2 separate regions of the Gossypium hirsutum genome follow, and region 2 is linked to region 1. Evidence: chromatin contacts called from public Hi-C data. All regions are on one chromosome and are shown on one strand. The core of a region is the stretch at or near the end of the contact, and the rest is flanking DNA. Distances in the headings are between cores, read along the strand shown.

Evidence for each region. Hi-C and Micro-C count contacts between places; a contact is called where the count stands out from the background.
Region 2: a Hi-C map of leaf shows a contact between it and region 1, with 2.4 times the contacts expected there. The contact joins the enhancer-like site here to the promoter of LOC107916522 in region 1. A contact is called at or near these places in 6 of 34 Hi-C or Micro-C datasets (callus, hypocotyl, leaf and 1 more).

Annotation. Positions count from the first base shown.
Region 1 is chrA01:93,728,140-93,734,560 of Gossypium_hirsutum_v2.1, forward strand. LOC107916522 (nuclear transport factor 2B) reads right to left here and starts at 3,394. Exons shown (of 3, transcript XM_016845777.2): 1 at 2,939-3,394; 2 at 1,574-1,676; 3 at 1,299-1,453. The coding sequence starts at 3,373. The coding sequence ends at 1,602.
Region 2 is chrA01:93,843,332-93,849,752 of Gossypium_hirsutum_v2.1, forward strand. It overlaps TRNAS-UGA (transfer RNA serine (anticodon UGA)), which reads right to left and starts at 6,087; the gene lies at 6,008-6,087. Within about 2 kb of position 2,535, at least 4 of the 9 cell types and tissues checked have an H3K27ac peak or open chromatin away from gene starts, as enhancers often do. A contact at or near this core is called in leaf, where this site is marked.

The DNA of each region.
Region 1 (6,421 bases), core at 2,144-4,643:
CTCATTGTAGAAAGTTCGTCTCGCACCAAAAGTGAAAATTTTCCCATGGAAATGTGGGTAGAAAGCTCTCCCTACTAGATTGCTCATTGTTTTTCGGGGTATGAATTATGTTGATCTTTGCCCATTCTATTCTAATAATCAAGAATCTGTTGTCCACCTTTTACGAGATTGTCACATTACCCAAAATTTATGGAGGGAGGTCTATCAATGTTGCTGATTTAATCCCCCTTTGTTTAATAGTTGGGAAGAGTGGTTGCAGAGTAATATTACCTCCAAAAATTGGATCCAACACCCATTGATTCCTTGGTACATTATTTTTACCATCACTTTGAGAAATTTGACTGTGCCATAATGCTTTAGTTTTCTCCAACAATAGGCCATTACGAGGTTTTGTATAGCGTATTCTGACCAGTGCAGGAGAATTTGTTGACCTATTTGTACTAGTGAAAAAAATATAACATTCCAAATATCATTCCAATTGCATGGAAACCTACTCCATTGAATACTAACAATTCATCTATAAGGAACCCGAGTAAGTCTAGTGACGATGTCATTATCCGTGATCATCAGGCAGTTGAGTGATTGGCTCTTTTTGTCACATCCCTAGAGCTACTAGCGTTTGAGGCTGAGCTGTGAACCTTAAGAGACAATGTAATCTTAGCTCAACAACTTAACATAAATTATATTGAAATAAAAGTCGATGCTATGGTCCCTTTTTATGAATTATAACTCTCAGCAAAATGCCTTTCATTAAGGGAATAAGTGTGTTAATGATTTAGCTCATATGGGAAGTAGTTTACAACTTCGACCCTCAAGTCATCTTTTCTCTTTAATGATTTATTTTGTGTTTGTTGACCCTCATATATGATTAGGCCATATGTTTTTCGACAATGCCCATGGCCAAATTATGTATCCAACCCTAGTTTAACTGCCAAATAATACTTGTTCCTTATTTCTCAAAAAAATAAAAATAAAAAAATAAAAAATTCATGCATCATACAAGATAAAAAAAACCAATGAAATGCTATAATATAAAAACAAAATTTTATATACTAAACAGCTTCTACCGTGCCTGCTTCCGAAATATAAGTTGTGAGCTCTGATCATCCATTATCTATAAAACTGATGGAAGTTCCACCACCAATTTCAGTAATTAAATTTAGTGGTTATAAAAGAAAAGAAAATGCTAAGATGGAAATAGAAAAGCAATTCGATACCAACAACAATATCCAACCTCAATACTGGAAACAAAAGTACCAAACCAAGCCAAGACTCGCAAGCTCTGCCAATCTCTCAAATGGAAACAAAAATCTGTGATTTATTGATAGAAAATCTGTTTCAAAGAGCCATAAGCTTTAACTAAAAACAAGTCTTTAATCAAACATCCAACATTCATCCAATTCAGAAGACTGCGTCCTCCACCAATCACAACAACGTCGCTGAAATATGGAGACTGGAATGGAAACCATCATACCCACCCACATAATTAAACCAAAAAATATTTCCATTTTTCATTTAAAATGTCTAAAAGATAACCAGATTTATAAATCCTTGAGATTTGTATTCCCATCACCTGATTAATTGTAGTGATTTCTGTTTCTTCACGCGTAGTTTAACCTGAATATGTCATTCAACACATAAAAGCTTCCTTGTGGTGTTGGCATCAAATGAAACATCTGAGACCAAAAGCAAACCCAAAATCACTCAGTTAATAAAGCTTGATGTCAAAATATCACAAGCAGTTCGTTGCAAATAAGCTCCTATACGTTTGTTACACCTAAATTAGCCTTTAACTTTCCAGGTTTTAGGTAAAAATCAATCTCTCATTTGAATATAGGCAAAAATCAAGGGTAATAACTTGCATGAGGTATAAATACAAGTATTAAGGGCCTTCTTAAAAAAGTACTTTTTTCAGAGTTTAGCCATTAGATAAAAAGAGGCCCTTATTGCACAAAATTAAACAGAACGTTGAGCCATAAATACGTATCAAACTATATAAGTTTGCTCTACGAGAAAGCAAGGCATATAAGTCACAAGCAAAATCATCAATGTCTACAGTTGAGGAGAGATATCACTGGTTTTTCTTTTATATCATGCTCACGATAGAGTTGCCAAGAAACAACATTGAGAAGATGTTTGATAATCTTTCACAGTACGCAATGTGAGCACCCACCATCTATTTCTTATGCGAAAAATGTAATAGGCAAGCATAAAAGATTAAAATAAACAACCGAAGGCTTGCCTATGATAAAAAAACTTCAGGAACAAAAGAACTCTTGATTGCTACAATTATTTATAACACGTAAACATACAGACAGGAATCATAGACAATCTTACAACACTTATTTTAAAAATTTAATTAGATCCTTATTTTATCCAGATAAATAAATAAGAATATGGGGTAACGGTGATGTTTGTAATCTCAAAAAATCATCACAGACGATCATATAAGTCAACTCCATATGCAGAGCCACATAGGGCAAAACAAAATAAGAAATAGCAGGTGTTCCATCGGCAAGATGGTGGATCCAAAATATCTATATCTTTGAAAATTCATGACACAGTTTAATGAAATCGACACTGTTAATTATATCGAGTATATCATACATGTTTCCCTTATTAATTCAGTTATCAAAAGGAATGGAAAACAAGCGATCACTGAAATATAATGTAAACAGCAGAGAGTTTTATATGCATTAAACAGCCAATTCAATTCTTAGAATCCTGAAGAATAAATAAAAAAATTCAAGAGGGAGTTACAACAGATCAAAAACTCACTTAAAAGATCCATCACTAACAAATCGAATCGCGAAATTAATACCATCGATAACACCGATGAGATCAACAGTGTCACACAGATTAGCCTTAGATCGATCGCTCAAGTACATATAAAAAACCCTAAAAAACAAAATAAAACAAAAGATGCAAAGAGAGCTACCTGGCTAAACTTGAGAGCATGTTGTTCGCCGGCAAGTTGTAGTGTTCCAGAGACGAATACGAGGACGCCGCCAGCGCCAGATGGCTGGCAATCGACGGTGGTAATATTGTGCTTGCACTGCTGGAAAGGAAGGCTGGTTAGCTTAGCGACAATGCTCTGAGAGCCTTGGATCTTTTGACCTTCAAAGGTCAACATGGAACGTTCCTGGTAGAGATTGGCTAAACCGGCCCGGTTCGCATCGAATGTGGAGTAGTAGTGATCGACAAAAGCCTTGGCTACAGCGTCTGGATCCATCGATTTTTCGTTTTGTTTATCAGAGTTTGAGCCGTCAACAGAGAAGGGCACTGACACAGGAATTAATAGGAGAGACCAGCCGAGCCCATCCAAAATTGTGTATTTATAGGAGGATTCATCTAGCGGCTGAATTTGAATCATAAAAATCTAAAGGAAAAGGGGCTGCCAGCGTGTTCCTTCTTTCTTTTGGATCGTTTATACACCCGCTTTACTGTCTATCAATTAGCGGATCATTCTTTGCGTCAACCTAACGCAGCCCAACCGTTTTTCTTTTACCTAATTTTATTTGAAGGAAAATTTGAAATTATTTTTTTATTGAAAGAAGTATTATTTTTGGAGTTAGAAAAATATATGTTTTTATCTCTAAAATTTTTGAAGTATATACTAGATTTTGTCACAGAGTAAAAAATGTATGTAATAATTATAAAAAATAATATATTAATAAAAATTACTATAATTGAAATGGTAAAATTAAAAGATTAAATATCATAATATATTGCCTTTGTGATCTTATTATGCATAAGTATTTTTATAAAGTTCATACGAAAAATAAAATTACTCTCAAAATAATAGCTATTATCTATTAAAAATTATATATATATTTTTAGTAAATTTATTACTAAGTTGATAACTTAATTGAGGGTGACATAACTCTCTCATAAAGACCTAATAAAGAAAAAAGAAAAGTTAAAAGAATGATTTTTATTTTTTAACAATTTTAGGGAATGAAAACTAAACTATCTTTCGACTTGAACATATTTTTAAAGAACTAAAAAAAATATAAAACGAAATGTTTTACAGCTTTAACAATTTTAAAAGAAACACTCAATTGTTTCAAAAAAATTCAAAAGAAAACAAGCTTAAAGAAACTTTTAAATATAATAAGAGAAACAAAATTACCTTTCAAATTATATTTATTGCTCATTAAAAATTATGAATTTTTAGTAAATTTATTATTAAATTGATGATTCAATTGAAATTGAAACTAGTTCAGTAAAACACTTAAATATAATAATAGATATTATTGTTTAAACCCTAAGTGAGTTAATGCCACAAGTCAACCAATCACTATGTCGATAATGAAAGTTAGGAAAATACTCTTCCATGTATAAATCAAGTAGAGTAAATTGCACCATATTTTCCCAAACTTAATTCTCACATTAAATTTGTCTCAAAACTTTAAATTACATCATCAAATTTTTGAGATTATATGAATTGTATCATTCAATTATTAAAATCATTAATTTTATTATTAAATGTGATACATTAAATCTATCCTGACATAATTTAAAATTAAAAAAAAACCTTAAAATGAAAAAAGGTTAAAAAAAGTAAAAAAGAAACGCAAAACCAGACAACTTTTGCCCCATAACTGTATAAATTAAAACTTGAAAAATAAAAAGTTAAAGATAAAGATAAAAAAATATAAGAGAGTTTTTTTTTAAGCTTGTACAAAAGCTTTAAATCTCTAAATCAATTGCAGTGCAAAATCGTGGTAAACTTATAATGATGCCAAATCGTTTTTGTGGGGTAAATGTTACACTCTGCACTTTCGGCTGTTAAATTTAAATGTGAGACATCATATTTATTATGAGAGTAACTCAAATTAATTTTATATTTAAGGTTTTATTTGTTTCACTGAAAATGATTTTAGGAAAATAATTTTTAAAAAATAATTTACTTTTTTAGAAAAGTTAATATTTTCTGGTGTTCGAAAGAATCTGTGTAAAATATTTTTTTGTTATTTGGTATATTTCTTAAAAATATTTCATAAAAGTTATTTTCAATTAAACAAACATACATTTGAGATTTTCTTATTTTTTCATTGTTTAATTGAATTTACTTTTATATATAATGTTATATTTTACATTATTTTTGCATATATTAAAAATATTATGTTAAATTTACATTCATTACAACGTCATTTTTTAATTACATGACTACTAAGTAAGTATTTTTTATTTAAAAATGTGACATCAATAAGTATTTTTTATTTAAAAATGTGACATCAACAAAATTGACAAAAAAAATTAACGATGTCAACAATTGCACTTAATTTTTAAATTTGAAAAGTAAAGGGACTAAATTCTTGAAAATAAAAGTACAAAGACTAAATTACAAATCTATGAAGTGTACATAGACTTATGACATATTTTAACCTTTATACTACAAAAAATTTATTATTAATATATTTGTAATTGTAATAAATATTTATTATTAAAATATTAATATTTAATATTTTCAATAATATGTGAATAATATTATTTTAAATTATTATTTTTAAAATTTATTATTAAAATAAAATTGAAATATTAAATAATTTATTAAAATAATAAATTATATTTATTATATTAATAATTTATTATATGACTAAATATAAATAATTAAATATGTATGTTTAATAATATTGAAAAACATAATATTTTAAATATTTTTAAAAATAAAAATTATTATAATATAATAATATTAAGCTTGATTTAAGTTAATTTTTATATAAAAATAAAATTATCTATAGATGAGTTTTTTTCGGAAAATGATTTACGCTTTTCAAAGTGGTAAGTCATTTTACAAGAAAAATGACTTATTTTACCTTGACCTGTTGTAATGACTCAAAATTCATGGGCATCGGAAAAGTACAATATCGGGCCTCTGTTTTAGTAAAATGGGTTCGTAAATAATTATTAGAAGTACTTGAGTCTAGTGGTGTGTATAATTAAATTTTGATTAAGTAAATTTAGCTTAATTAAGAGAAATCAGGAAAAAAGATTAAATTGAACAAGATGTGAAAGTCTAATTATAGATTAAAAGAAAATACGAGGGACTAAATAAGAAATTAAGCCTATTCCATTAAATGAGGAGGCAAACAAAATAAAAATCTAAGATTTTTGTTTGTTTAATAAATATAAATAAATAGATTAGTTATAAATTTAATTATGTTAAATTATAATAATTATATTATAATTATGTTATATTATATTATGAAATAAATAAAATAAGGACAAGTGGATGGTAATGATAATATACAATTGTAAAAAAAAAATATGTGTGCACAACTGTAATACATATATTTGTTATTAAATAGATGTTTGTTATTATTATTTAATTGATATTAAACTATAAATTAAATTAAATAGTTGACAAATGTAAGGCGATGATAAAACACATTTGTAACAAATATATATAAACATT
Region 2 (6,421 bases), core at 1,285-3,784, 110 kb after region 1:
TAAAATCATTATAATTTTGCACAAAATAATTCCATAGGATCAAATCGAAATAAATTTAAATAAGCTAAGAATATGATTCAAATAATCCAAACTTTAATTTGACAATCCAGGTGTGACAATAAACCTACTTATCCTATTCCTTATTAACGTTGAGCCCCTTTAAGCATGTCATATAAGATTCACTTCAGCCAAATTCTAAAGCTATACTAATCAAGTCTGTAACACCCCAAACCTGACCTAGACGTTATGGCCGAATCTTGAAAATTACATTAACGACGTGCGAAATTATTTATTTATTTTGAAAAAAATAGAGGATTGAGTTTGAAATCATAAAAATTTCTAAGATTGACTAATTTTTTCTTTTCGAAAAATATTTAGTAAAATGTATTTATTCTTTAAAAAAGAAAAGCGTCATTTAATTATAATGTTGTTTGAAAACATCTAAATATGAAGGATCTTATATTATAATTATAAAAATGATTTCTTACAAAGAAGGCCGCAACGATTTTCATAAATCTATTTAGGAAATTTACAAATTATCATTTTGTTTAAAATTTAGGAAAAACATAATTAATTTAGAAAAATGGCATTATTAAAAACACTTAAAATCTCATAATTTTGCATGCATGTGTGATAGTTTAAAGTCATAAAAATATAAATCATAACCAAAATAAAGTTAAAGTCCACAGTCCAAAAGTCCACAAAAACACAACCTACAATCCAAATAGTTAAAAGTCCAATAAATATCAATGATGTAAAATTTTCCGAGAGGCTCCACCAAGAGCTGATCCAAGTCCTATGTTTGAGTGCTACTTGAAAAGTTGAAACACTAATGGGGTGAGCTTTTTTTTAGCCAGTCTGAGATTAACTCAAACTCATTCACAACATAAAACATATACTATACAAAGTCATAAAATCACATATCTCAATATTTCATAAGCATATCACGCATGATGATGTCAATGCATAATTCATAAAACAATGTAGATTTTAGTAAAAATGATCCTCCCCATATCCGCTACACACCATAGTCGAGTTTACCCAGAACTCGACCAAACAACACACCAAATTGTGAATAGTGTCATAGTAACGTAGATAAACTGCCATATAATTAGAATCATGAATTGTGTCACATCAATGCAGATAAACTACCATATACTTCCATCTTTCAGGCATCCCACCCCATGCATGTGATATGGCCAAAACACTTAAAATCATATAGGCATGTTTAGCATGCAAATCACATATGTACTCAAGGTACCAAATTTTCACATCTTATTTTCATACGAATATCACATATTTCATACGAATATCACATATTTCATATAATCACATAACATGAAAATGAAATATGCATATTTTTCATATTATTAGCAAACATCAATATCACACAACATACATTTCATAAGTATACGGTTTAAGAAAAACACTTACTTGATAGAAATTCATAAGGATGACTTATCTCACTTTATGGATACATATAGTATCCCCATCAAACAACATTATTTTAATTGCAACATTTTTATCAATATAATAATATTCTTAATTAATTTAGTGTTAAAACTCACACTTGATCCGATGTGTAATTAATCTCCCAGAACACCCAGTCAAGGATCTACAATTAGATTTCCTAATCAAACAACAAATGGCGATCTTGAGTTAAGACTATCATCTTTAAGGTTAATACAACAAATCGATTATCAATTATTATTAACACTTATCCTTAAAAGATCTCTCAGATTAGCGATTTAATCCCAACGGCTAACGGCCTCTCAAGTTGATGTCGAGTGACCCCTCTACACATAATATGTATGAAATATTAATCATTATGAAAATAAATCACTAAGGTCCTCCCTTAAGTTATCGGCCATGGGAAAATAATAGAGAGGAGAAACTATTTCTACACTCCTTTAATACTTACTCTAACATGAATGAAACGGATGATCAACGAAACGATTTGATCACGAATCAAAGGAGAAGAAATGATCTAAGAAGTGGATTTATTCGAAAATAAATCCAAGGAAAGGTAGAGTTCAAATTAGGATTTAAATAAAATAAAATAAAAATAATGAGTATTTGAAATGAATAAGAAAACAAGAAGAGATCTCCACTGTCGGTGATGGTGCTACGGTGGTGACGGCGACAATGATCCTTGATAAAGGCACAGTTCTGGTGGAGGGCAAAGAAAAGAGGTGGGTTCGATCACTTCTTTTAAAAAAGAGAGAATAGAATAAAAAAATAAGAAAAAGATAAAATGCACGGTGGTGCACGGTGGGTGTTATGGTGGAGGAGGCGACGCTTGCAGAGAAAAGGGAAGGGAAGATGCGGCAAGGCAGTGGCTTGACGATGAGGTGGTGGTGGTGCAAGGCTAGCTACGGTGGAGGAGAAGAGAAAAGAAAATAAAAAGAAAAATGAAGGGTAACCAAAAAGAGAGAAAAAATGAAAAAGGGAGAGGTTGCGGATGAGCTAATGGTGGGATAGTAATGAGAGGGAGGGTATGCCAAATTGGGTGAGAAGGATTATGGTCAACCATGTCTAGGTTCATTGAACCTCACACAAGGCATTTGTAAACAGAAAAGGGAAGAGAAGGAGACAAGGGAGTGAAAAAGAGGATTATGTTTGGTTAAACATGGAATGTTGACTAACAAAAGATGGAAAAAAAACTCCCTAAGCAAGGCATGTATGGGTGGACGGCAAAGGTGTTTTTAGGACTTAGGAATTTCACCAAAAAAATTAATTAAAAATATGTTAAATTGGTGACTTAAACTTAGGACCTCTAAGATAACTTTGGAGCACTCAACCACTAGGCCAATCATTTGTTTTTAACTTAGCACATAGTAAGTAAAATATATGGCATGTGACTAATTCATTTAAATTATTCGAATTTTGGGGCCCAACTTATATTTTAATGATTCATTAGGCAATAGCTTATGAAAAGTTCATGCAGAGATTACTCTCCCTCATTTTAAAGCTTTATTTCTAAACTTTTCAAAGCATGCATATACATATATTTATCATTTATGGCACTTATTTTCAATTGGATCCATCCATTCCATTGTAATTTCCTTAACTAGGGCATATACTTTTAGAGTACCTTATCAATTTAAATTCTCATTTTCTTAGCTATACATTTACCTTATTTTCATCCATTTTAGTAATAAAACATTTAGTTCTTGACCTTAACTTTTGCTTTTATCCATCTATAGTCACATTTAAAATTAATTATCAACATTTAATCCATTATCGCCTATAATAAACTTTAGTAAAACTGACTCGCATATACAAGACTCCTTCACCACACCAATGAGCACTAAAGTGCTAAACTGTAAAATAGCATAAAACATCCCTCCACCACACTAAAGAGCTCATAAGACCATAAACTACACCACACCATAATGCAAATAAGTGCAAGGCCCAAAGGTGATAAAAAGTGCACATAAGCGTGAAACCTATGACAAAACTCTAACACGCTATAGCCCTTAATTGGCATGTCAATTGTATGTTAACATTTTACTAAGTCTAGTAAGGCACATTATGATATTTACTCATATCATATATCCATATAAATCGTCACTACACTTATTTATTTTTTATAATCATTTCCACAATGGGTCATTATGACATAATATGTCTATATTTAGCAAAATTTAATCTTTCAAAACAGAATTGCCTACTTGAGTAGCTGTCAATAAATTATTTATTTGTCAATCCAAAAAATTCAAAATAAAAATCTGTTCGATATTTTAAAAATTATACTCTTGAACCTTTCAACCACAAAATTTCCAAAATTTATGCTTTTACACATGCTAGCAAATTTTAAAGGTTAGGGCAGAGTTGCTGGCCTACTACCAAACAACTGTGACCTCTCTTCATTCAAAAATAATTTAATTTTAAAATATAATTTATAAAAATTCACCATTTATTTTATTAGAAACTATACTTAATAAGAGTTTTATAAATATAAGACTTGTGTTCTAATTCATTTTATACAATTCTTAACAAATTTTCAAAATCGAAACAAAGGATGCTACTAACAAATTCAACCTTCCCTCATAGTTATCTCTTATTGTATAATTTGGATGCAAGTTCTGTTTGTTCCAATGAAAACTAGACTCTATAAGATTTAAAACCATATGTGGCTTAACTTCTAATTCAATTTCTTAATTTTTGGTGAATTTTCGAAGTCACACTACTATTGCTGTCCAAAATTGTGTTAGTACAAATGTTGATAACCAAATTATTCAAGTCACATATTAAACACATTCACCCAAAAACACATTTCATATTTATTTATATAATAAATCACATGTTTATTACACTATTTTCATATTAATAACTTAAATTTATTATTATCCTAAACATTTTAGCATAAGAAAAGTAAGAATATCCAATGATACTTACCTCTTGGAAGCCTAAATACTGAAAATCAAGTTAGAATATCCAGTGATACTTACCTCTTGGATGCCTAAATACTGAAAATCAAGTTTCCAAATACTTGTTTGCATTTTCTCAATTCTCATACAAAAAATATATCAAAATATTAATAGCAAAATTTTCTGAGCTTTCTCATAACCATTAAATTCGAATATCGAGCTAGGAGAGTTAGAAAAAAAACCATTCTTACCTTGATGAAACTTTCTATCTCTATCTTCATTTTCTCATACTAAAACTCCTTTAACCCTAGGCTACCACTAAATAAACTGATGGAGGAATTTAGCTTAGGAGGTTGTTTCATGGAACTTTTGACAAAATCTCAAGGTGGTATTTTTTAGAGAACATGAAGAAAAAGGCAAGAAAATGAAAAAAAAGAAGGGAACTAGCCATGGGAGGCTACTACCTACTTGGAAAAGAGAAAAATGAAGGCTGATGAGGTTCTTTTTCCTCATAAAAAGACCAACAAATGGACCCGAGGCCCATGTTCAACTATTCAAGTCCAATTTTTGTGATCCAATTCTTTAATATGAGGTTCCAACAATCCAAAATATTTTCAAATATAAAATATCACACTTAAATATTATTTCCATCATAAAAGTCTCGAGAATTGATCAAATTACCCTTTCATAGCAAAATTACTATTTTGCCCCTTTTGTCCATTTTCACTATTTCTTCTCAAAATTTTATACTTAGACCAATTCAAATTCATATGTAAAATTCATAATAATTCTTCAATATAACTCCATAAGCAACAAGAATTATAGTTTTTCTCTTTTCTCACTAACAATAGGAAAATAACAATTTAGTCCCTCTACTTCTAGTTCTTTTTAATTTAGTCCTAAAAGTGATTTTCACACTACCGAGTCATATTCCAATTTATTTTCATGTCAAATAGGCAATAAAAACTCTTAATTTCATTTTTTTAATTTTTCATTTTAGTCCTTTAACATTTCAATATTTGTTATTTAGTCCTTTCATCACATTTTCACCTATAAAGTTCTTTTCATTAAATCCCATAAAATTCTTTTATTTGAAAAATTTTCCAATTTTCTCAATAATTCACTATACCCACTATCAAAATAGTGCCACATGTCAAACTGGAAATTTGAGATTTTACTAGTATGAGTCCTTTTATAAACATTAAACAATTTAAAATAATATTAAATGATTTAATTATTTTTGGAGAAATCCACTTAATGACATATAAAAATATATAGACATGTGGCGATAGAATCCACTTTTCGTGACATCTCAATCAGCATTTTGTTTGGTGTTTAATCGAAGAATAACCAAAACAATCAAAATTCTTAACGACAATACTTCAATTAACAAAAAATTTAAAGTGAATAAAATAAGATAACAACACTTTTAAAATGACTATCTAAATAATTTACCTTAAAATAAAATAACAAACTTTAGTGCATGCTAGTTACAATATATGATTTCTTCTTCTTGTTGCTATCCTTGTGACAGCTTATAATTGCCATGTCCGATCCTCATTTATAGCGAGTGGGGGACTCTTTTATGAGTTGGACGTATGTTCGGGAAAAAAACCAAAACAAAAAGTACAAAACGTCGACAGCAGGGTTCGAACCTGCGCGGGCGTAGCCCAACAGATTTCAAGTCTGTCTCCTTAACCACTCAGATATCGACGGTTTTGTTTAGCGGACTTGAAAGTATATTATTACTCTTTATCAACAAAGTCCAACTTTATACGCAGGCTGTTGATATGCTTTCAACAAACCTAGTAATATTACTTACAGTACAGTAGAAAAGAAAATACCCAAAAATAAGAAAAAGTAAGATCAACATGACATGAATTTTTTTTGGTATATCAAAGTTTTCATAAGACGCCACTTAATTATAATTAAAATAAATTTAAAGGAGGTTTCACACATAATACATTTATTTATTATGAGACTCGAAATTGAGATTTTAAAGTTTATAAAACTTTAATCTTATGATTTAGTTAAAGTTTTATTGATAA